Linked DNA regions of Mus musculus: all the other regions are linked to region 1. The links are chromatin contacts, called in public HiChIP or PLAC-seq and promoter capture Hi-C maps. All regions are on one chromosome and are shown on one strand. Each heading gives the region's core, a stretch centred on a gene start, on an enhancer-like site or on the middle of the called end of the contact. The rest is flanking DNA. Distances are from core to core; before and after follow the strand shown. Region 1 holds the start of Slc41a1 (solute carrier family 41, member 1). Region 2 holds the start of Dyrk3 (dual-specificity tyrosine-(Y)-phosphorylation regulated kinase 3). Region 3 overlaps Rassf5 (Ras association (RalGDS/AF-6) domain family member 5). Region 4 holds the start of Dstyk (dual serine/threonine and tyrosine protein kinase). Region 5 holds the start of Rassf5 (Ras association (RalGDS/AF-6) domain family member 5). Region 6 holds the start of Ikbke (inhibitor of kappaB kinase epsilon). Region 7 holds the start of F730311O21Rik (a long non-coding RNA gene).

The links. Promoter capture Hi-C pulls out the DNA fragments that hold promoters and counts their contacts. HiChIP or PLAC-seq counts read pairs in DNA pulled down with a chosen protein or histone mark. Capture Hi-C pulls out chosen DNA fragments and counts their contacts.
Region 2: a contact with region 1 is called in an H3K27ac HiChIP or PLAC-seq map of embryonic stem cells, with 2.8 times the contacts expected there. The contact joins the promoter of Dyrk3 here to the promoter of Slc41a1 in region 1. A contact is called at or near these places in 1 of 39 promoter capture datasets (pre-B cells) and 4 of 115 datasets of contacts at active chromatin or transcription factors (astrocytes, embryonic stem cells and extraembryonic endoderm stem cells).
Region 3: an H3K27ac HiChIP or PLAC-seq map of thymic regulatory T cells shows a contact between it and region 1, with 5 times the contacts expected there. The contact joins the enhancer-like site here to the promoter of Slc41a1 in region 1. A contact is called at or near these places in 1 of 39 promoter capture datasets (liver), 2 of 115 datasets of contacts at active chromatin or transcription factors (regulatory T cell precursor and thymic regulatory T cells) and 2 of 9 other capture datasets (embryonic stem cells and liver).
Region 4: a promoter capture Hi-C map of liver shows a contact between it and region 1. The contact joins the promoter of Dstyk here to the promoter of Slc41a1 in region 1. A contact is called at or near these places in 1 of 39 promoter capture datasets (liver) and 1 of 484 Hi-C or Micro-C datasets (CD8 T cells).
Region 5: a promoter capture Hi-C map of embryonic stem cells shows a contact between it and region 1, with 2.6 times the contacts expected there. The contact joins the promoter of Rassf5 here to the promoter of Slc41a1 in region 1. A contact is called at or near these places in 7 of 39 promoter capture datasets (the C10 cell line, embryonic stem cells, hematopoietic stem and progenitor cells and 3 more) and 1 of 115 datasets of contacts at active chromatin or transcription factors (pancreatic cancer cells).
Region 6: a promoter capture Hi-C map of liver shows a contact between it and region 1, with 3 times the contacts expected there. The contact joins the promoter of Ikbke here to the promoter of Slc41a1 in region 1. A contact is called at or near these places in 4 of 39 promoter capture datasets (embryonic stem cells, hematopoietic stem and progenitor cells and liver), 1 of 484 Hi-C or Micro-C datasets (CD8 T cells), 4 of 115 datasets of contacts at active chromatin or transcription factors (bone marrow-derived macrophages, large pre-B cells, memory CD8 T cells and 1 more) and 3 of 9 other capture datasets (embryonic stem cells, liver and macrophages).
Region 7: a contact with region 1 is called in a promoter capture Hi-C map of liver, with 2.6 times the contacts expected there. The contact joins the promoter of F730311O21Rik here to the promoter of Slc41a1 in region 1. A contact is called at or near these places in 3 of 39 promoter capture datasets (liver and pre-B cells) and 1 of 115 datasets of contacts at active chromatin or transcription factors (pancreatic cancer cells).

Annotation. Positions count from the first base shown.
Region 1 is chr1:131,826,475-131,829,610 of GRCm38.p6, reverse strand. It overlaps Slc41a1 (solute carrier family 41, member 1), which reads right to left and starts at 1,599. Exons shown (of 11, transcript NM_173865.3): 1 at 1,218-1,599.
Region 2 is chr1:131,136,676-131,139,811 of GRCm38.p6, reverse strand. It overlaps Dyrk3 (dual-specificity tyrosine-(Y)-phosphorylation regulated kinase 3), which reads left to right and starts at 1,578. Exons shown (of 3, transcript NM_145508.2): 1 at 1,578-1,732. The coding sequence starts at 1,656.
Region 3 is chr1:131,183,068-131,186,203 of GRCm38.p6, reverse strand. The region is part of intron 2 of Rassf5 (Ras association (RalGDS/AF-6) domain family member 5); the gene reads left to right. It also overlaps a transcript of Eif2d not described here. Among named protein-coding and RNA genes, the nearest start is that of Eif2d, 31 kb to the right of the region's middle. Within about 2 kb of position 1,438, at least 133 of the 459 cell types and tissues checked have an H3K27ac peak or open chromatin away from gene starts, as enhancers often do. A contact at or near this core is called in liver, regulatory T cell precursor and thymic regulatory T cells, where this site is marked.
Region 4 is chr1:132,415,819-132,418,954 of GRCm38.p6, reverse strand. Dstyk (dual serine/threonine and tyrosine protein kinase) reads right to left here and starts at 1,502. Exons shown (of 13, transcript NM_172516.4): 1 at 1,085-1,502. The coding sequence starts at 1,349.
Region 5 is chr1:131,243,561-131,246,696 of GRCm38.p6, reverse strand. Rassf5 (Ras association (RalGDS/AF-6) domain family member 5) reads left to right here and starts at 1,519. Exons shown (of 6, transcript NM_018750.4): 1 at 1,519-2,008. The coding sequence starts at 1,567. It overlaps Gm28913 (a long non-coding RNA gene), which reads right to left and starts at 1,607. Exons shown (of 3, transcript XR_878525.3): 1 at 1,331-1,607.
Region 6 is chr1:131,277,910-131,281,045 of GRCm38.p6, reverse strand. It overlaps Ikbke (inhibitor of kappaB kinase epsilon), which reads left to right and starts at 1,483. Exons shown (of 22, transcript NM_019777.3): 1 at 1,483-1,715; 2 at 2,259-2,347. The region is part of intron 1 of Gm51644 (a long non-coding RNA gene); the gene reads right to left.
Region 7 is chr1:132,340,343-132,343,478 of GRCm38.p6, reverse strand. It overlaps F730311O21Rik (a long non-coding RNA gene), which reads right to left and starts at 1,549. Exons shown (of 4, transcript XR_878527.2): 1 at 1,412-1,549; 2 at 1,078-1,168.

The DNA.
Region 1 (3,136 bases), core at 350-2,849:
TTGAGTGACTTATTACAAGACAGCAACAGCAAGACAGGGCAAACAGAGAGGCTGGTCATTGAGGGGAGCATCCCTAGACCTCTAATTGTCCTAGCCCCCTGCTGGGATGGGAGAGGAAGCCAGGAGAACTCCCCAGGCAACCGGGGCAGGGCAAGCCGGCCAAGACCAAGGCCAAGAACCAGAGGCCTCCTTCTTACTCTTGCCCTTGAAAGTCGAGTGTTACAGAAACCACAGGCTAAACCCTGGTCCAGGCTGCATTTACACTTCTCTCTATGCTAGATCCTGTGAGCCTGTCAGATAGGACCCGGCAGTTAACTAGATTGAAGAGACAGAGGGTGAAGCTACTGTTTATTCCTACATTTTTGGTTGCCTGGCCTTCCCCCTTTCCTCTCGGGTTACTGACAGCCAGACATGGTGTAACTCTTAAAAACAAAAATATCATCGGTAAAAGGTGTAGAAAGAGGAAAGAAAAACAAAGTCAGGCAAATCCAAGTGTCACAAGCTAATATGCATTTACTCCCAAATCATGTCTGTCTTTGCCTGCCCTGCTTTTCTTAGCTTAAAGGAATCCCCACGAATTGCCACCAACTTGTTGCATTTCACCAGCATGGCTCTCAATAGTAAAAAAAAAAAAAAAAAAAAATCCAGAGGGTTTTGCAGGTATGATGAACAGGCTGTTAGTATTCCAAACACTCACAATTAGTCAACTCCAGTTTGGTTAAGGCAGAATCAAACTCTAGGGCCCAAGTTATGAGTCTTCCACTAACTCGGTCACCAGCCAAGCCACCTTAACACAGCACCGTTGTTTTCAAAGATCCTCACTAGTCAGCCAAGAGGAAACACTCAGTCTGAGTCCACCGCCCCCGAGCCAGCAAAGTTTCTGAGTTCCTTCGCTAAAACCTGACTGCCCCCTCCCTCCCGTCTTTCTGGCAGGCCACTTTGACCTGGAAGGGGGCTAGCAAGGGGAGCAGGCCAGTCTCTCAACTACATCAGCAGTAAAGCCACTACCGATGGGCCTCAGGCTCTAGGAAGCCGCGTCTCCTTTCCAAGCGGGGATGGACAAAAAAGCCCGGTTTAGGTATCCCCAACTACAGGGGTGGGGAGGAGGAGTGCCTAGTTGATTTCCGCCGACTCCCGGCAACTCAAGACTGCAAAAGCACTGCGTCCTGGAGTCCCCCGCCCTCGTCTCCCTCCCTCCCAGACCCAACAACACTGACCTGCGCCTTGCTGGGGAGAAAGGGCGCCTGGAGAGTGGTAGCAGGGGCCCGCGGAATTGGGGGATGTAGGGTACCCCCTCTTCTCATCACTCCTCCCCCTCAGCCGTCCTCCTCGAGCCCCCGCGTGTTCCCCGCTACACCCCCAGGCAAGGCGAGCGTCCAACCGCGACACCCGGCTCGCTACATTTCGCTTCTGCCTTCCTGTGAGGCCGCCGCTCCGATTCCACGAGGGGAGGTGGCCTGGTGGGGGGCGATCAGGATATTCCGCCTCGGGCTGGTGTGGACCGGACTGGGCCTGAGATGCCGAGCTCGCTCGTCCCCAATCGCCTCTTGCCCGCGGACTTGGACAAGAGTGTTTGGCTGTGGGTGGCAAACGTGATCTGGGGCAGAGCGGGTGGTAACCCCCCTCCATCAAGAATAGAGTCAGGATGGACAACTGCATCAGCCAATCAGAGCAGGAAAAGGGGCGGGCCCCGCCCAGGCCCCGCCCATTTCCCCGGCGTTTCTTGAGCTGGGGGCGGGGTGAGGGGGAAAACGCAGCAGAGTGACGGGAACTCAGAATTGGAGGGTGTTGTGGGCTCGCGGTGCTCAAGCGCGGGCGGGTGCTGCGCTCCTGAGTTCCCACGGCCTCTCAAGGCGAGCGTTCTGCTACGCATGTACTCCTGAATCTTGACTATCTCTAGTGAGCCTCTGGGCCTTCCAGAAGACCCGAAACCACCCCTTTGAGCCGGCCAGCTGGCGATCGCCCGGGCCGCAGCAGCCATCGCGTGTTCCTTCTCCACGCCCAGTCCCTACCTTCTTCCTGGGCACAGTTCCTATTCATCAGGCTCCTCATCTCTCCTTCCAGGTTCCTTGTTCCTCTGGGCGACTGACCGAACCTTAATCTGCCTTAATAAAGTTCCAGCCTTGATAGGGGTGGGGATGGGCAGACTGGAGGGAAAATTTGGTAGACTCATGGCTGGGGCTACACACACCAATGAGGTAAGGGCGGAGGGGAGCGGGGGTTTCCTTTGACCCAATCGTGGCCCCGTGGGAGAGAAGTCTCCATCCCGGGCGAAATGAACGCCAACTTTCCCTGACGCACCTTGTGGAATCAAAGTGTTTTCATCCTCGCTTTTGCCACTTCCTCCCTGGGGTGTCTTCACTTCATCAATCCAAAATCAGTACCAGTTAGTTCTCTTTGGGTTGTTTTTGTGAAGGGGATGTGACCTCCCTATAAAGGAACTCCCATTTCCAGCCTTTCCCCCTTCATCGGTAGAGTCTATAACCAGAGGTTCCTTTCCTGTCACCTTCTTCCCTAGAAATGTTCCTTGGGGCAACTGAGCATTTTTCTAGACCATAGAGCCTATGACCAGAGGTTCCTTTCCTGTCACTTTCTTCCCTAGAAAGGTTCCTTGGGGCAATTGAGCATTTCTCTAGACCGTTGAATAAGGATAGGATGTATATAGGAGAGAAAAAGAGTGCTGGCTACTGAGCACACATGCTCAACAGCAACTGGAGAGGGCCATTCCTTTGGACAATGATAACAAATGTAGCCACAAAAACCTGTCCCCACCTGCTAATCCAGCAACCCCGGGCTCAGCTCCGCTGCTAGGATATCAAAGGTCTATATTTTTTAAGGGCCCAGCAAATGTCACTGTAGTTGAACTCCAATTTTGGTTTCACAGCCAAGTCTATGTTTGGATATGGAAGTTACTCCTAGATTGGGCAACACTAGGTCTTCGCCAGAAGGACCAGTTTTTGTGCACAATGAGTATAGATTGAGAGGAAAACTAAGACTGATTATATGGCTGCCTGAGTGTTGGCAGTCTTAGCCCTTGGGAGACAGAAGCAGGAGACTCTACAAATATGAGGTCGTCTGGGTCTACCAAGAGACAGTGCCTCATAGTTAGAGTTATACAGTTGAGACTCTGCCTCAA
Region 2 (3,136 bases), core at 329-2,828, 690 kb after region 1:
TATATTTTGCATAGATTTCCATAGGTTGCACATATGTAAGCATATGGAACACTTTATACAGAGAAATCGTATTTTCTTTGTATTTCAATATCTGTTGAAGTACACTTAAATGAGTCTTTTCAAGAGCCGGAGGGTACAGGGCAATTGCTTAATGAGGGTGTGGTCGTTGTTACAAAACAGGGGTTCTTTGAAGAAATACTGAAAAGTACTTAGGTCACCAAGGTCAGATACTCAGGAGGTCCAGCACCCTCAAGGAGTTCTCCCTCCCTTACTAGGGAAATAACCTACTAAAGACAAAGGCAGCCTCTGTATCTACTCCCCTAACCCGCTGGAGGCAAGTAGAACAGGAAGGCTTTAGCTTGGCTCTAGAAGATGCGCCTTAAAGACAGAAGGGAAGACTTGCAGTGATTCGAAATGAGGTAATTAAACATGTCCAGGCAAGTCCCAACCAACCCTTCCGGTAGTAGTCTGGGGTGTTCACCTCTTAGAAGTCCTGAGAGCAGGATCAGTTAGTAGAATTTTGTAATCTTGGAGCGGGGGAGGTGCCTTTGTTGCCATGGAACTCTGTCTACAAACAAGAGTCAAAGAGCCCAATTTAAAAACAAAAACCCTAGGAAAGTAAGATTGCACTGGTTGTGGATGAAAGAGAGACAGAAAACTTCTAAAAGATCATCATTGAAGAAAACATTTTTACTTATATCACAGGCTAAGTCAACACTGAACAGATGAAAATAAAGTGTCCCAAATGGACAGATTCTTAGCTGCAAATAGAGTGTGGATCTTCTGAGAACAGGGACTGTGACTTTTACGAACCCCAAAAGGAGCCTCGGTTGGACATTTGAAGATTCGTGGAATTATGCTCTATGAAATAATTTCCAGTGTGCACCAGGTGGCGTGCGCCACCGATGCGTGGAAGAACCTTTGGTTTTTGTTTTGTTTTGTTCTCATAGATCCAATGGGCTCATCCTATGTGTATGAGTTTATGCCTGTGCACCACATACGTGCCTGCTACTCTCAGATGTCAGAAGAGGGCATTAAACACCCCGGGACTAGAGTTATGGATGGTTGTGAACTGCCACGACCGTGTTGGGAATCAAATCCGCTCTTGCAGAGGAGTTTTGCAGCCTTAGGAAATCTGATGGGCACCAAGCTCAACACAACCGCCACTTCTGTGGCTTAACAGCCTTTCTTTTCACTTCCATTTTAACTGTCGAAATAGACTTAACATGGACGGTACTTCTCAGAAAGAGTGAGGTACGCTTTCACATATTAAAGATGCGCAGAGCTCTCCAAGCGGTCTGCTGAGCAGGCAGGCTGTGCTGCTGATACTCCCATGTTTGGTTTCACGGCTAGGTGAATACGAAGAAGCGTAGGTTCCAAGCCAGTTTCCTCTTTTGCAAAAAGAACTGCGAGCACACCACCCAGGAACAGCACGCCCCTCGCTCCGCCTCCTCCCCGCTCCCTCCAAGGCGGCGTTGCGCAGGCGCGGCAGGGCGTGCGCGGTTGCTAAGCGACGCGGCCGCTCCCGCGTGGTCTCCCTGCGGACCGCGCGAGCCCAGTGCCCAGCCTCGTCTTGTAGCGAAGCCAGCAGGTGCGGTGCTGGAGGCGACCCACCGGGCCAACCGCCGCCTCTGTGTCCGCGGGGCGAGCTCGCGATGGGAGGCGCAGCCCGCGATCGCGGGAGGAAGGACGCGGCGCTGCCGGGGGCCGGGCTCCCGCCGCAGCAGCGGAGGTAACGGCGCCCGGGTAGGAGCGGGAGGACTCCTTGCGGGTCTGGGCTGCCTGTCCATCAGCGCGGTGAGCGGGAAGGGCGGGGGAGGGCGGGCGGGACGGCGCGGCCTCCGGAGAGCTGGGTCTGGGACCTGCGCGCAAGACCTGCGCCCTGTTGCTCCGAGAGTCTGCCCAGCCCGCCCTGGCCCTGGGGTGGAGCAGCAGAGACCCGGGACCTTGTTCCCCATGTGCCGCTTTTGGGGGGGGGTCCCTTTCCCCCTCCGCATCGGGCCCTGGCTAAAGGAACCCAATCCGCTCGTTCGCGTCTGGCTGTTACTCTGCAGATGCGGTGCTGGTGTGTTTCATCGTGCAGTATGGCAGAGGCCGGACCTGTCTAGAAAATTGCCTGTTATCAAAACATTGTCTGAACCTCAATATATTTTTTAGAAGATATTTTAATTTCTTGTGGGATGTTTTTAAAGCCCTCCTTTATTCCTTTAACACTTGTGTTAAACTCTATAAGTATTTTTTTTTAATAAGACAGATCTCAAAAGTGACTGAAAAGATATTTTTTTTAAAGACAATGAAAAATGTTACCTAGTCATGGTTGTGTTAGTAGTATATAATCTGAGATGGTAACATGAACCGGTGACCAGAGTGACCCGCAAATCCGTAGTCTTGGGAGCAGATAAAATGCATTATTCAAGGCCATCTTGTGGCTTTAGTAAATCCTGCCCATTGTTTGTGTGCCTTCACTGTGGAGGACCCACAGTGTAAAGACAGAACCATTCTGTAGTCCTTTAGCATTTTAAATATCTCCATATGCCAGGAAATGAAGTGGGAACAGAAGAGAGATTTGGTACATCGTGTAACTTAAAGCAAAGCATCGGGTGGGTTCCTGTTGGCTGCCTTTTTTCACTAGTTAGCTTAGCTGTAAATGGGTGCATAAAATAATGAAGAGAAGACAGCTGTTCTGCTAGTCTTCTCTTCTTGTAGTCTGAGAGTGTAGACGTCCTTTTCTTCCCATTTACCTGTGAGGCTGTTCAGAGGGGGAAGGTAGCACAGCCAGGGGCTGAAACTAGAATAGAGGTGTTAGACTTGCATTCTAAAACAAACCTCTATGTTATGTTTATTTCTTTCTGCTTTTAGGTTTCTTATTCAGTTCAAGTTAATTGGTAGTCCCTCATTTTTTGAACAGCATTCGATTACTTATTATTTGTTAGTTAGAGACAGGGTCTCTTTATTATGTAGCTTTGGCTGTCCTGGAAGTCACTCTGTAGACCAAGCTGGCCTCAAACTCAGCAGAGATCCACCTGCCTCTGCCTCCTGAGAGAGGGATTAAAGGAGTGTGTCACCACACCAGTCTGTTGTAACTAATGTAAAATTGAATCCAGAGATTTTTTTTTTCCATTCTTTACAAAGAAAA
Region 3 (3,136 bases), core at 189-2,688, 640 kb after region 1:
AACTGCAGATGGGCAGACAGGAGTGAGACCATCAAAGTCACAGGCAAGGAGAACACTTGGACACATTTTAGGAGAGTGACTTTTTTTTTTTTAGAACTGAGGTTTGTGTGATTTAGATCAAGCCAAAGCCAGCACTGAGGGTGGACACACTCTCCTCTGCCTCCGCCCACTGTCACTCTGTGAACTTGGCTGGAGATTTCTAGAAGCTACCGGCCTCACTCCTTAGAGGGTCATCCTTAGAGCAGAATAACCAAAATGAAGATTCCCGTTTGTCTCTGATTGCACTGTGGACCTAGCCAGTGTTGCCTTGAAGATAAAATACAGCAAAGTCTGACCTAGCATAAAGCTGTCTGTGCTGGGGTTTTTTTTAAAGATATTTTGACTTTATTTGGTTTTTTGAGATAATAGTTCTGATAGTTCATTATATAGACCAGGCTGCTCTTGAATTTGCAGTGATCCTCCTGCCTCTGCCTCCTAAGTGCTGGGGTTATGGGTGCTTGCCACCACTCCCAACCCACTGAGGGCGTTTTAATAGATATTAGGGAATGGGGGGGGAGGGGATCTGTGCTCTTATGACTGGCACACAGCCTGTCACGTGGTTGTCATGCCTCCACTTTATAACTTCCTTACTGCAGTACCTTCAAGAGCTTACAGTGGTCACAGCCTTTTGTGGCTTAGGACGTTAGACAAGCCAGCTTTTCAGCAGTACCATGGATGAGCCAGGCATGCTGAAAACAGCTTAGCTGCTGCCAGGGATTAGTCAGAGAGAATCAATTCCATGTTGCAAGTCCCAAGATGGGTAAACTCTCGGAGAGACACCTGACAGGATAATACCTAGATTTACTAAATTATAAGAGTTCCCCATTCTGTTTGGACATTGGGGAGCCCCAAGACATAAGCGTGTATCTTCCTGGCTTCTGCCTTGTGTCCATCATTAGAGAGACACGTCCTGCACTGTGAGGGCTTGAGATTGTGTCAGATGAACAGAAACCAGAGCCTGCCTTGTCCTCGGACACAGCGGACTCTGCCTTTTAGGTAAAATGTGGGGCCAGCTTTTATCTGTTGGCCCCAAAATAGTAGCTCTGTAGCTGGATGGAATTGTTGTGAACTCTGCAACATGTTGAAATCATCTAATAGATTTCAAAAATTCTTGTTCCCAGACTACACCCCAGATCAATCCCAGATCACTCTCTAAGGAGAAAGTCCAGGAAACCACATTTTTAGAAAATCCCCAGATGACGCCAATGTGCTTGGAAGTTTTAAGAGTCCATAATCTAGATTCTACGGTGTTTCCCAGGTGGTGGATTTTGAGCTCCTGGACGGGGCTCACTGATTGGCCTACTTTGGAAAGTGATTCATTCCATCTGTAGGTTAGATCTTGCCTGGCAGGTTCAGTGTGGGCAGCAGCCAGACTGAACTGGGTGCTGACATTTGGCGCTGACATTCTATGTGAGCAAGGTTCACAGTGTTGGGCACACACAGGCTGCTGACGCTCCTAGGTAGATGGAGCTCATCGACCGCCCCCCCCCCCCAAGACCAGATCTTCCAATGCTGAGGTCAGGAATGCCATCTTCTGCCTTGGTCTGGAAGGTACCCATGGCTACTTGCATCATTTTCCAGCCTTGTGGAAAGGGAACAGAATAGATCGGTTGATGTAATGAATAAAAAAAGTGGAACAGGAAGAAGAAACCTAAAGCCAAGGCAGCTGTGACTCACTGTGGTCCAAAGTGGGCGTGGAAGCAGGCCTTCAGCAGCCACAACACAGCTGCTTTTTCAACAAGGAAATGGCTGGAACGGAAAACAGAGGTCTTCCAGGGACTTCTAGAGTTTTCCATCACTTAATTCTTTTTTTGTAGATGAATATGAGAATGTCCCAGGAATGACAGTCAGCCTGCCTGAGATGAGTAGAATGAAGGCTAAAACAGCAGCCACCCAGCTACCCATTCTGACTTGAAATGACCAGAGAGCAAGGCAGGGCCATAGCCAGGCACATCTGGTCCATAGAGAGGTATCCAGCATGTGGAGACTGGAAATGGAGAGTCCCAGAAGTGAAGACAAATGAGAGGAATCCGTTTGGAAGCCTCCAGATGAATGAGTCAGGTGAAGACAGCCTGTGAGGCTCACGTGAGTTATGCACTTTAAGCAAACAGGAGATGTCCCAGCAACTATTTTCTCTTGGGCATTCTTCAAGATCAAGTAAGAGGACATACTGGCAGGCCCCTACATCCTGCCAGCTGCCCTCACTCCAGATGTTAGGAGTCCCTCTTTGCCAGCTTCATAGATGATGCAAAACCCACTGGGATGCCTAGAGCTGGACCCACTGATAGGCCAGCTTAGATGAATGTTCCACAGGCCAGGTCTTGTTTTATCATCTGTTCATCCCAGGCCTGCAGTGTTAAAGTTCAGTGACCATTACTGGTGTGGTGGGGTGCTGATCCCGATAGCAGAAGGGGCTGCCCTAGGGTGGCCACATGCTCAGTTGAGAACTTGACTCCATGCTTATATGGACTTCATTCTTGCTCCTACTTGGCTACTCACTAGCAATGGGCTATCAGCATATTTATTTTCTATGTTCATGATCTTACAATAGGAATGCCATAGGTAGTGTGTCAGAGAAGGTATCTGGACCACCAACCCAGTAGTTACCATCAGGAGCTGTGGGTGAAAAGTGCACAGGAGCAGACCATGCAAGAGCCTCGAATGAAAGAGGATGTCGGCTCGTCTCTGTGGAGGGCTGGGAAGGTGGAGCCATACAGACCCAGCAATGCCCACTGCTCTTGGCAGTTTCCTGTGCCCTATAGGATTGGCGAGTGGGAGGAGGAAGTGCTGATGTGCTGTGCGTGTGATGAAGTCCTACAAATGGGCATGCTGAAGGGAAAGGCCAGGCATGAGCTCTGTTGGTGAGCACCCCACTGTGCTTCACTTGGTGGTGGGGACAGTGTGATGTGGAAACCGTTGTAAAATTCTTCAAACCAAACCCCAAGCAGGTATCAGATGCTGTCGAGTCATCCTTCTCTGGGCATCTGCTGTCTGATGTACTAGAGATGATTCCTGACTGCCCAAGTCTGCTGGGTTTCTAAGATCAGAATAATTCTGGGAGAATTTTCACCTACCGGCTCCCTGCACTCCAAGCCAC
Region 4 (3,136 bases), core at 253-2,752, 590 kb before region 1:
CCAGCATGTCTTTAAACACCCCCTTCTGTAGTCTCAGACAACGTTCTTAAACATGCAACAAAGAGTATAGGGTCCAACTCACAAGTTCACCTTAAGTGATAATAAAACACCTGTATCAGATTCCAATATCTTTGACTTGCTAAATTAGACTCTTAGGACCCCCCCACCATGGTTACACAGCCAGAATCCATAAGACACAACCTGAGACATGGCATTTTTAATACACTCCTGAGGTTATTTTAATCTACACTGCAGCTCGAGAATCACTAAAGGCAAACCAAGGACATACCTGCTGTTAGGTTGTGCCCCGTCTACCTACCCACATGGAAAGTCAGTGGCTTCTCTCATCAACTTCCTAAGGAGAAGGTGGTAAAAGTTAAACCCTCTAGTTCCCCACCAATTGCAGTTCAAGGAGGATCAAAGATCTTGCAGTATTTAAAGTGATCTGAGGCCTCTGATACATCCCGAGGGGTTGGAGGAGAGGGGGGAATCAAGTCAAGAAGGGCAAGTTTTTCAAGGGCTCAGGGCCGCCCCACTCCACTCCACTCCCAACAACAACAATAACAACAACAAAAACAACAACAAAACATTTCTTAACTCCTTCACCATAAGTAACATCTCTGACCAATTAATTTCTAACACCCATTAAATATCCTTTTCTTTGGCAACTCCAAATCCTATTTAGAGGACATCTTCGCAGGGCTGCCTCTTGACTGGATTGCAAGCACTTTACACACCCAAACCCCGCGCGCTCACACACTCACATACCAGTGCAGTCCGAAGGCGCCCAGAGACTTCAGAAACACCCAACCTAACACCTAACCGGGGACTCGGTCCCCATACCAAGCACCCCAATTCAAAGCAACTTTCTCACCTCTCCGCTTAGCCTTTTCGAATTCTGCCTCCCGGTCTCGAGCCCTTGCCACCTCTCCCCAGGGTATCCTCCCACCTCATCTAAGATCCCCGAGGCCCAGGCCTCGCGCCGCCCCGCGGCCCTCTCCTACTGGCCGCCTCCTCCTGGAGTTGTTTTGCTGACGGAGATGCCACCCTCCGATTTTCCTCTCTCCATCGGGCCTGTCCTTACCCGCCGGCAGCGGGGCTTCGGCGACGTCGCCGGCAGGGCCAAGCTCGGCCGCTCCGCCGCCCGCGGGGGAGGAGGGACAACTGTGGCTGTGGGAGCACTTGATGTCGCGGAAGAACTTCTGGGTCTCTCGCAGGTTCTGCCGCAGCCGTCCCAGGTAGCGGCGGTAGCGGCTGAAGCCCCGGCACAGCTCGCGGATCATTCCGCCGCCTCCGGGACCCGGGCCCGACACGGACTCGCCGGCCCATGACTGCCCGTCGGCCTCCATCGCTCAGCCAGCTGTCTTCGCGGCTGGCTGAGCCGCTGGCCCGGCCCCCTCCTCCCGCCCCCTAGCGCTCAGAGAAGGCGGAATCCGCCTCCCGACGCCCCTGCCGGCGCTCCGCGCGGCCTCCAGCCTCCGTCACTGCCGCGGCTGAGCAGCCAGAGCGCCTGGCTCCGGCCAGAACCTTACTCCGCTCCCCAGCGGAGCCAGGGACGAGCTCACAGAGGCACCGTCGCTGCGCGGGCTCCTGGGACTTGTAGTCTGGGCTGGGTGGAATGCCACAACGCCCACAGGGAAGCAAGCTAGCGGGTGGACCCTACTGATCCCTGTGCTTACACTCTTCTCGTTTAAAAGGTGTTCTTGCACTGTACACGAATTCCTAAGGAAAGGCAGAACCCGCAGAGTATGAACCCCGGCAGAAATGGGGTACCTCAAATCTAGGAGAAAGAAAGATTTTAATAAGTAGAAGGAAATAAGGCCGAGGACAAAATATGTCTGTGGTTACCCCAAATGGTTACAACAGATAATAGAGAATTGGTTGAAAATACCCGGAGAATAGTGAAAACTCTACTGTTTGTGTTACAGTCTACTTTTTCTTTTCTTTTCTTTCTTTCTTTCTTTCTTTCTTTCTTTTTTTTTTTTCCTGCTCTAGATGTGGAAAGGGGGTAGGGGTGTGAAAGGGTGGGTGAGACCTAAGAGAAAGGACAGTTGATTTCTTGTACAGTCGGCAGGGGTAAGGGGAAGTTGAAGTTAGTAGCCTTCTAAACTGATTATCTTAACAAGGCTTCTGTCAGTGTGCCAGACTTCCATCGACGCAGACTGTCACGGACTCCATGACACACAAGCCACAAACGGGACAGAACTTGACACCAGTCACCTCTTCACCTGATTGAACTTTGAGTAACTTGGGCTCAATGTGAAATGTGAAGGCTTTAACCTGTAACTTGTTGCACTTTTTAAAAGATCACGCATTCAAATGAGCCTGCACTTTAAGGTAGGCTAGCTGCAAAAAAGGAGCCCTGTGTTCCTTCCCATTTACGCCTCCCTTTGCACATTCTGGCCATTTCTCTTCTTTGCAAAGTTGTATTCCCCTTGCTTTCCAAAAGGCTTGGTAAAACAGAAGTGAGAACACAAATGGAAATTAAAAAAAAAAAAAAGGTTGATAGTGTAAGAGCACTATTTAAAAATAGAACATGGGCTGGGTGTGGTGGTGTATGCCTTTAGACTCAGTACTCTGGAAGCAGAGGCGTGAAGGTCTCTGTGAGTTCAAAGCCAGCCTGATCAACAGAGTGTGTTCCAGAATGGACAAGGCTACATACATAGTGAGACCCTGTCTCTATTCTAACAAAGCAATGCAGGATGAGTCATCACAAAGATTTCTAGTTAGGGGATCAGTGGAGAGAAACCTTAGGTTGGAGGAAGAATCTATCTGCATGAGATACACATGGGAAGACACAATTGTAATCCCATCGCTCAGGAGCCCAAGGAAGGGTAATCCCAAGGGTATGGCCACCCTAAGCTACATAACTAGACCTCATTTCGACATCACAAAACTAGTCTTTATTAGTACTTTATATTTTAGAAATAATTGGGAGAAGGCTGGAGAGATGGCTCAATGCTTAAGAACTCTGACTGGGGGCTGGGGAGATGGCTCAGCAGTTAAGAGCACTGACTGCTCTTCCAGAGGTCCTGAGTTCAATTCCCAGCAACCAGATGGTGGCTCACATCCATCTGTAATGGGATCCAATGCCCCCTTCTGGTGTGTCTGAAGAGAGCGACAGTGCCCTCAGATA
Region 5 (3,136 bases), core at 270-2,769, 580 kb after region 1:
TCCCTGGTCACTGGACTTTTAGCCATTGCCTAAATTTACCTTCGAGAGGAAAAGTGAAAGTGAGGATTCCCCAGCCAGACACTAGGGGGAGACCCATCACTAGCCGGGAAAGAACCCTGGAGATTAAAATGTAGGCGAATTTATAGACAATTCCAGGTCTGGTTTCAGAATCCCCACACATTCTATACATACATTATTGCTCCCAATACTCTAACCTGAGGGTTCTCATCCCTTTTATAAGGTAGCTTGTGTGCAGAGAGAACCTATGCATTTTAACCCCGCCTATATTAAACACCGGTACTGTGAAAGTGTATATGAATCATTGCTATCCAGTATTATTTAATAAGTAAGGAGAAAGAGTGTGTACATGTTCACTATAGACATGCCCCTCCCCCAATATTTCTACCAGTGGTTTGTTGAGACCCAAAATACAGAATTTTTGAATTTGGTGCAGTGACTCTATTCCCATAGTTGCTTGCTGGTGGCTGCCACTAAATCAATCAAACCTGTAATTTAAGGGGGGCAGGGGGAGGCGGGAATGTGAGCTAGGCCTAAGTCAGAACCGCAGAACTGGAAAGAGCAAAGGCGCCTGCAGCTACAAAACCAGCCTGTAGAGGGCCCAGGACCCTTGCTAGCCTACGACCGACCGACCGGGCACAGGTTCGAAAATCCACAGTCCCACCTGTTCTCTATCCCTTGAGACGGCACTGTGGACAGGCCCACTAGTTATTACCATTACATAATTTTCAAGACCCAGTGCAAAAAGAATAGGCCGGGTTAAGAATTAGGATTTTCAAGATGGTGGCGACATAACCTTAAGCCAGACAGGAACCTATGGCGCACCCCTTGGTGCTGGTAGGATGCGGACTTCTCCACCCTGCGCCCCTGCTCAGGTGGACCTTCCATACCAAAGGAGGTGTGTAAGGGATTGGCATTCATTTCCGCAGTGATTACTCCAGCAACTAAGGGGGGAGGGGCGTAATTCGGGAGGAAAGTTCCTGTCCACCCATGGGGCACAGAGAGGTCTCTCATGATCACCGGATCACCAAGGATCACCAGTCACTCTAATCCCAGTCTTCGGGGAGGGGCAGTCTATGTAGCAGAGGTGAGAAGGGAGAGAGCTGATGTAGCCAGCTTCCCACGGGCAGCTCGGAGAATCCGCGGGCCGCCTTACTGACAGCGGCGGGCTAGCTCCTGTCCCGGGGCCACACCAGGTTGCCAAAGCCCTGCCTTCCCACCTGCTCCCCGCCCCGCCGGTGTTAGGGCGCCCTGGGAGACGCCCAGAGGGGACGGGGCAGAGCTGAAGACAGGCGCAGGAGCCGGCGCCTACCGAGCTCGCGAAGCCTCTCGGGTGCTCGGACCTTCACCACCGCCTAGTCGCCGAGTCACTCCTAAATCCACGCGGCTCCGACCCGCAGTCACGCGTGTTGCCCTTCCGGCCTCTCGGTGGGCTCCGCCCCGCCCCGCCCCGCCCGCGGGCTGCGGGCCCTTTAAAAGCGCGCTCGACCGGAGCCGCCCCTTCTGTTGGCCAGGCTCGGTAGCTGCCGCCGCCTGCGGGCCTTGGCCATGGCTTCCCCGGCCATCGGGCAACGTCCCTACCCGCTGCTCCTAGATCCCGAGCCGCCGCGGTATCTGCAGAGTCTGGGTGGCACCGAGCCGCCACCTCCCGCCCGGCCGCGCCGCTGCATCCCCACGGCCCTGATCCCCGCGGCCGGGGCGTCAGAGGATCGCGGTGGCAGGAGGAGTGGCCGGAGGGACCCCGAACCCACGCCCCGAGACTGCCGACACGCTCGCCCTGTCCGGCCCGGTCTGCAGCCGAGACTGCGGCTGCGACCTGGGTCACACCGACCCCGCGACGTGAGGAGCATCTTCGAGCAGCCGCAGGATCCCCGCGTCTTGGCCGAGAGAGGCGAGGGGCACCGTTTCGTGGAACTGGCGCTGCGGGGCGGTCCGGGCTGGTGTGACCTGTGCGGACGAGAGGTGCTGCGGCAGGCGCTGCGCTGCGCTAGTGAGTGAGGGCGGGGAAGGTGCGCGAGGTGAAGGGCTCTGAGCCCGGGAGAGGAGGCCATTGCCTTTTGTGGCCAGTCCGAACTTTTAGGCAGGTTACCTTTGGAGACAGCTGCTGTCACTGCCTGGCATCCTTTAATGGCTGCCCACTGACCAGAGGTAGTTGTATGTGTACAGTTACGTATCCTCAGACGGGTTTGAGCCTTCTCCCCCGTGCGCGTAAACAAGCTTGTTTGTAGGTTGGGACTGATGGCTCTCCACAAGGTCATTGTGTCTTACGCACACCCTCTTCTTCCTTTAGTTGTGAGTTTTAAAAATGAGGTAGTGATATTGACAACGAAGTGAGTATTTGACACTTATTAGGGTTAATGGGGAGATGACTCGGTGGTCACCTCAGGTTCTCTCAGGCTCTTCCTCCTAGGGAGCTGTTGGCATGGGAAGCCTGGTTAGGCTTTGAATGGAAGCAGGCTGTGAGGCTGAAAGATGCCAAGGTCACCTGCACCTGAGGCCTCCTCAGCCCTCCACACCTGGCTCAACGCTCTATACTCTGCTCCAGTGTGTGACTGTGCCTCGTGGCCTCCTCTTCCTCCTCCTGTCCCCCTGCACCCGCCTTCCAGCCCTAAAATCACTAAGCTCCCCGCCAGTTCCTTCCTTCCACAAGGCATCCCCACTGGCCTGCTGGCTTCTCCCAATCTTACTGTAACACTGGGCACCAGTATAGAGAGTTTCTGAGCAAGTCTGCGCTCTTTTTAGGGCTTATCATTACCTCTCGCCAATGGTGAGTCTGTATCCCTGTATAAGTCTCCTCCCCACCAACCCAGGGATCTGCTGTTGCCAGAGGATACTCATACCCGTGTGTTTACGTAGCTCCTTTGAACATATGAAGCACGCAGTGCAATGACAGCTTCCGGCAATCATCTGTGGACATGGATTACAGTCACATCTTTTGGTAAAGGGCCATCCTCTGTTGCCTCCTTCAGACTGCAACACTGGACAGCAGCAGCTAGCACTACTACCCTCACTCTAGCCCATAACAGCTCCCCCTCAGCCGCTCCAGAATATGTGAAAGGAAAAAGGGGGACTATTCTTCCTACCATGAGCATCCCCCATACAGGTGCCTGTTAAGGAG
Region 6 (3,136 bases), core at 234-2,733, 550 kb after region 1:
CAGAGCACCCAGCAAGGCTGGCAAGCCCTTCCTGCTCCCCCTACAAGGTCCACAAAACCACTGTTTGCTCAGTATGCATTGCCATGCCTTCATATCACATCCAGCATCCCGCATCTCTGGGATTAGATGCCCATGTCTCCCTTTTCTGTCCTGAGCACAGTGCCTGCTTCACAGGAGATACTAGGCTTGGCTCTTGTGTTAAAAGGTGTGAAAATCCCTGGGTGGAAAAGGAGAATAGGCTTGCCAGTGAAAGGAGAGTAAGAGTGCAGGTTCATGGAAGAACATGAGTATAGCCTGCAGCATGGTCAAAGTGACACTGCAAATACCTCGTGGGCCTGAGGGGTACCCTTACCATAAAAGTAACCCAGACTTTCTAGACTGATGGAGTAGCCACATTGAACAGGTCCACCTTGCTAGAAAAGGGGGTCTTACAGCACCTGTTAAATAATGTGCTAGAGAAAATGCATGCTTCTGTCCTCTCCAAGTCCATGATCGACAAGTGCAATCCCCCATGTTCTTGCCAGGTGGAAACCTGTAACACACAGGCTGGAGTGTGGAACCCTCAGGTCTGCCCCTCCTGGCCTCACTGTGAAAAGCCACTGTAAGGGCTCTAGCTGTCACATTATCATTGGGTGGATCTGTCAGCGACAAGCTCCGGGCCTGTTCTTGCCTCTCCTCCCTGTGGTGGGGTGGGGCTGGCAGAGGAAATCACCAGGTGTGGCCAGGGGAAAGTCCCACCAACATTCTAGAGAAACATGGAATTTCCTGGGTTTTAACCCCTTGTCCAACTGCCCACTCAGAGCTGACCAGAGCAGCACAGCCCCCCTTCCCGGCTTCCCAGGATATCTGGAGTACTGGCTTATGGCTGGGAAGGTGGGCAAATTACTAAAGGTGTACAGAACTTGATACCATCAAACATGGTCTGAAAAAAAAAAACCACTTCCCAGATTCTCCATCCCCCTGCCATCCATACTACCTAAAGCACACAGTGCATTTGAGTGGCTGTGGTCAGAAAACGGCACCAGGTGGGAGCAGGTTTTGCTGTGTGTAAGGTCAGAGTAGGGGCTATGATCTGGGTGTGTACTTGTTCTTGAAAGCTCTAAAGGAAGATAAGTCCTGTCCAGCTTCTAGGAGGGGCAAGCACAGGTCCTGGCTCTTTCTAGGCAGTTTTCAACTTGGTTAACTTGTTGGACTTCTTTAGTTAACTTTAAGCAGAGCTTTGAATTTCCCTCCAGAGATGCCAGCATAGTACTCAGTGGCCTGTCACAGAGCCCCCAGCCTCCGTTCTTGGCTTCCTTGTGGCTCAGGCGATGGCCCTATGGCTTCCACTTGACAACTCACAGAATCCTCTTTCCCTTTACTGAAGGGGGAGTGGAGGTGTGTGTGGCAGCCGTTGAGATGCCTGTCCCTTTAAGAGCGAGAGGAAGGGAGGGAAAGAGGAGGGGAGAAAGAGAGAAAGAGAGAGAGAGAGAGAAGTGAATCAGGAAGTATGATAGTTAAGAGCCTGGGACTGGGTACCCCACTGCTCTCAGAGAGGCAGGAAAGAGACCTTCAGGCTCAAGACCATCACCTGCTTTGCCTGTGGATCCTGGGGGGCCCCATAGCTACCAGGATCTTCTAGGCACTGCCCAGGATTGACTTCAAGGCCTGAATCCCTGGGGGTGCCACCCAGTTCCACAAGTCTGCATTGCCCTGCAACTGAGATAGGAGATGGGGTGAGTGTGTAGTGTCTGTGGAGGAGGGTGGTGTGGGGAAGCCAGTGGGGCAGCTTCAAGTCAATACTCAGCTGAATGCCCGAGTCCTGTGTTTTTCTTGTGGTTGCTGGGAGCCTGGTAGTGTTCTGCACTCCCTCTGTGGGAAAACACTCTCAGAACGGACTGCTTGGAGGCCAGTGAGGGGCAGGGACCATGATGGCCCTGAGAAGAACCATGATTGGCCAAAAAAAGCTCCCCTCCTGGGCTCTGCTTCTCAACATGCTGATGCAAAGCTGGGGTTCAGCTTTGGGGGCCTCTACTGGCCTCTGCTTGGGATCTTTCCCCTGGGGCCCAAATAACCAGGAGAGGTTTCCAGAACAGCTGGAAAGAAGCTGGACACCGCCCCCCCCCCCCCTCTGCTCGCTTCAAGAACTGTAGGGAAGGTGACAACAGGAACAAGTTAAAGGGCTGGGACTGGTGGCCTTTGATGGGGCTGAGAATCAAACAGCACAGCAACAGCACGAAGGGGCCTCTCATCCACCCACCCTTCTCTTTCCGGTGTAGCTCAGCTCCTGGACTTGCCCCAGACAGAAAGCAAAACACACACTTGCCAGGGAGAGTCTTTGCCTGATTCTGAGCCACTTGGAGTGCAGGTATGTGTATCTGCCACAGAGGAGCCCCCGAGGAGGATAGGAGTCTGTGGGCAGGCTGGCGTTGACTCACAGAAGGCTGCTGTGCTGCACCTTCTATGCACAGAGGGTCTTGGGGATGGGAGGGTGGATGGGAGGATGATCCAGAGATAATCCAGATGTGCCACAATCAGAGCTTCTAGGTACAGAACCCAGGGCCATGCTGCCCATCTGGGATGCTGTTCTGTGCACCTCACTGCCCGCCTTCCTGACTGCAGCTATGCTTTGCCCCAGTAGCAGGGCTTGGTTGAGGACCAGCCTAGGTAGAGTCATGAAGGTGACACAATCTGCTGCCCCCAGCTGAAGGTGACACAATCTGCTGCACCCAGCTCCCAAGACTGCAGCCTTGGCCTCCACTTCAGTGCCCTGTCTGAGCCTTGCATTGGGCTGACTCCTCAGCCATACAGAGAAGCATGGACAACTCGTTCATGTTGCCTTCAGAAGGTCTCATCAGCATCCTTACCTTTGCCTAAAGCAAACATGTGTGTGTTGTCTGAAACTGGGGTGTGACTACTGATCTCTTTAAATGGCTTCTGGCTCAAAAGCTTACATTCTCCAAAGTTTGCATTTTCTTTTGTTTTTATTTATTTACATTCCAAATGCTGCCCCCACTTCCCAGTCCCTTTACTCCATCCCCCTTCCCCTTTGCCTCTGAGAGGGTGCTCCTCCACCCATCCCCTTACACCCACTTCACATACCCCAACCTCCCGCATCTCCATGCATTTTTAAATCAGACTACAAGCTGGGCTATAG
Region 7 (3,136 bases), core at 300-2,799, 510 kb before region 1:
CACCTGTAAACCCTGTTCAGGAGGGTCCAGAGTTCCAGGCCAGACTGGCCAGCACCCAACAGCTTCTCCCAGCTTGTGGTAGGTATGGGAGGAGCTAAAATAGAGAAGCTAGGCTGGGCATGGTAGCACATGTCTTTAATGCCAACACTTGGGAGGTAGAGACAGGTGGATCTCTGTGAGTTTGAGGCCAGACTGATCTACAGAGTGAGTCCCAGCACAGACAAGGCTACAAAAACAACCCAACAATAAGAAAGCTATTAAGTTATTCTTATTTTAAGTCATTCTCCAAGCCAGCTAATTTGTTTTATTTATTTATTTATTTATTTATTTATTTATTTATTTATTTATTTATTTATTTTTGAGACACAGTTTCTCTGTATAGCCTTGGTTGTCCTGGAACTCAATCTGTAGACCAGGTTGGTCTTGGATTCATAGAGATCTGCTTGCCTCTGCCTCCCAAGGACTGGGATTGAAGGTGAGCTCCACCACACCCAGTTTAGCCAGTTAATTTTACTTTACTCCACAGAGCAAGCAAGCAGTGTGGGGGACAGAGGCAGCAGCTGGAGAGGTACATTGGGGTCAGGTGGTGACCTTTGACTCCTGTGCAGGCTGGCCTAGGCTGTTGGTACAGCACTCTGGTGGCAGAGGTGTGGGGATGGTGGCAAATTCAAGTCCAGCCCAGGCTGTGGCTGTTATCCAGTTGTTAGAGTGTTTACCTATCCAAAGATCTGCACCCAGTAGGGTAGCAGACAGCACCCAGTAGGGTCTAAAGATGGAGTTTCGTGGAGGGGCACTACAGGAATGACATCTGAACTCTCACCAAGGAAGGGAGTCAGTGACCCAAAACAAAGGTCTAGATTTGGTCCTTAGCTCTATAGAAACCTGGCATGATGGGGGAATGCCCGCCTGTGAGGGGGAGCTGGGGAGGATCGAGAATTCAAGGTCATTCTCAGTTACAGAATAAGGTCAAGGTCAAAGCCAGCACAAGCTATAAGCCTATCTACCAAAAAGAAAGAAAAAGAGAAACAAGAAGTCCTTCACCTTATAAAAGTTACAATTTCACAAGGACTTACTTACCTCTCCTCCCCTGGACCTCCAGGCTTTGAAGGGCAGTGTATATTCTGTTTAGTTCAGGACTCCCGGGGTTCAGCACCACACCCAGTATGCACTAAAGGAGGAAGAAAACAAAGCATGCTTGACGACCTGATTTCTAGGGCACACCTGTCTCTCTTACCAGACTGAGAGCCCCAGAGCTCCCTATGGTGACCCTAGAGACTCACATCAGCCCCTGCTCTGCTGAGTATCCTGAGGCCACCTTTCTTTCCCTTTGGGGGGTCATTTCTACCCCCAAATACATATCTTAAGATTTTTCTCCCAAGGCCTGAACTCCTGCTGCCCCGGCTATACTTACTTGCTGAGGCTCACCCAACCCTCCAGATTCACCCCACAGCTCCACACCCTCAGCCACCCCCCTTGGCCCAAAGTGAGGGGGGTGGGGTAGCCAGATGATCTCAGCACCTCCTGCTCTGACATCCTCTCTGGGGACTTCAGGCGTCCCCTGCCTCCACCCAGTGTCACTTCCTCATTTTGGCAGGAACTCCACTGATAATCTCGTTCACTTTCCACCACTTCCTGTGTTTTATGTGAATCCTCCTGAGCTCAGCTACAGAAGATGAGTCTCTTGGCTGTAAAGATAGCCCTAAATGTCTAAAGGCTTCCCACTAGGTCCTGGGAACACTCAGTTTTGTCTTCGTTTGGTTTGGTTTGTTGTTTTGTTTTGTGCTTCAAGACAGGGTTTCTCTGTGTAGCCCTGCCTGTCCTGGAACTTGCTCTGTAGACCAGGCTGGCCTCAAACTCACAGAGATCCACCTGGCTCTGCCTCCTGAGTGCTGGCATCAAAGGTGTGTGCTACCATCTTCCAGTTTGCCACACTCACCTTTTTAAAGCTGTCCAGAATGGGAGATTCTCTCATCCTGTGGGTCAGTAGCCCAAGGCAATAGCCCAAGATCTTCCTATTGTCTAACCTCAATCTTCCTGATGTTAGGATTTCCAGATTGGGAAAACGAAAATACAGGACACTTACTCAGTTTTGAGTTTGAGGGAGACACTGGGTAAAAATTCTAGTTAAACATCTCCCCTTCTATATCAGAACAAAAGTCATTTGGACTTAAAGGTGTAGCTTGGTAGTGTAGCTTGGTGGAAGCGCACATACTTAGCATAGACTTAGGGTCCTGGGGAAACAGCTCAGACAGCAAGACTGCTTGCTTTCCAAGCATGAGGGTTTGCGTTCAAATGCCAAGCACTCACGTAAAGAGCTGGGTGTGCCTTTGTGACCCTATAACACCCGGACTGTGGGAGGCAGATGGAGAATCATTGGGGCTTGCTGGCTGCCGGCCTAACTTCAGGTTCAGTGAGAACCCTGTCTTAAGGGAATAGGGAAGAGAGCAATAGTCAAAACTCCAATCTTCAGGTCTCCACATACTTAAACATGGGCATGGACATCCACCTACCCACATGAATATCCATGCATGTTCTCTCTCTCTCTCTCTCTCTCTCTCTCTCTCTCTCTCTCTCTCTCTCGTGCGTGAATGCGTGTGTGTGTGTGTGTGTGTGTGTGTGTGTGTGTGAGTGTGTGTGTGTGTGTGTGTGTGTGTATGTGTGTGTGTGTGTGTGAGAGAGAGAGAGAGAGAGAGAGAGAGAGAGAGAGAGAGAGTGTATGCACCATGTGAGTGCCTGGTGCCCTTGGAGGCCAGGAAAGGGTGTCAGATTGCCTGGAACTGGAGTTAGAGACAGTTGTGAGCCACCACGTAGGTGCTGGGAACTGAACCTGTGTCTGATGTAAGAACAAGCGCTCTTAATGGCTGCAGCATCTCTCCAGTCCCATACTCAGCATAATCATGTGAATATTCTCTTTCTTTTTTATATATTCTTTTTTTTATAAACAGGCTCTCACTCTGTAGGCCAAGGTAGCCTCAAACTTGTGATCTTGCCTGTTCCTCTCAAATACTAGGAATATAAGCATGTACCATCATGTCAGGCTCCATTTTAAATTTTTTTCTTCTGATTTTTCAAAACAGGGTTTCTCGGAGTAGCTCTAGCTGTACTAGAGCTCGCTCCATAGACCAGGCTGGATTTG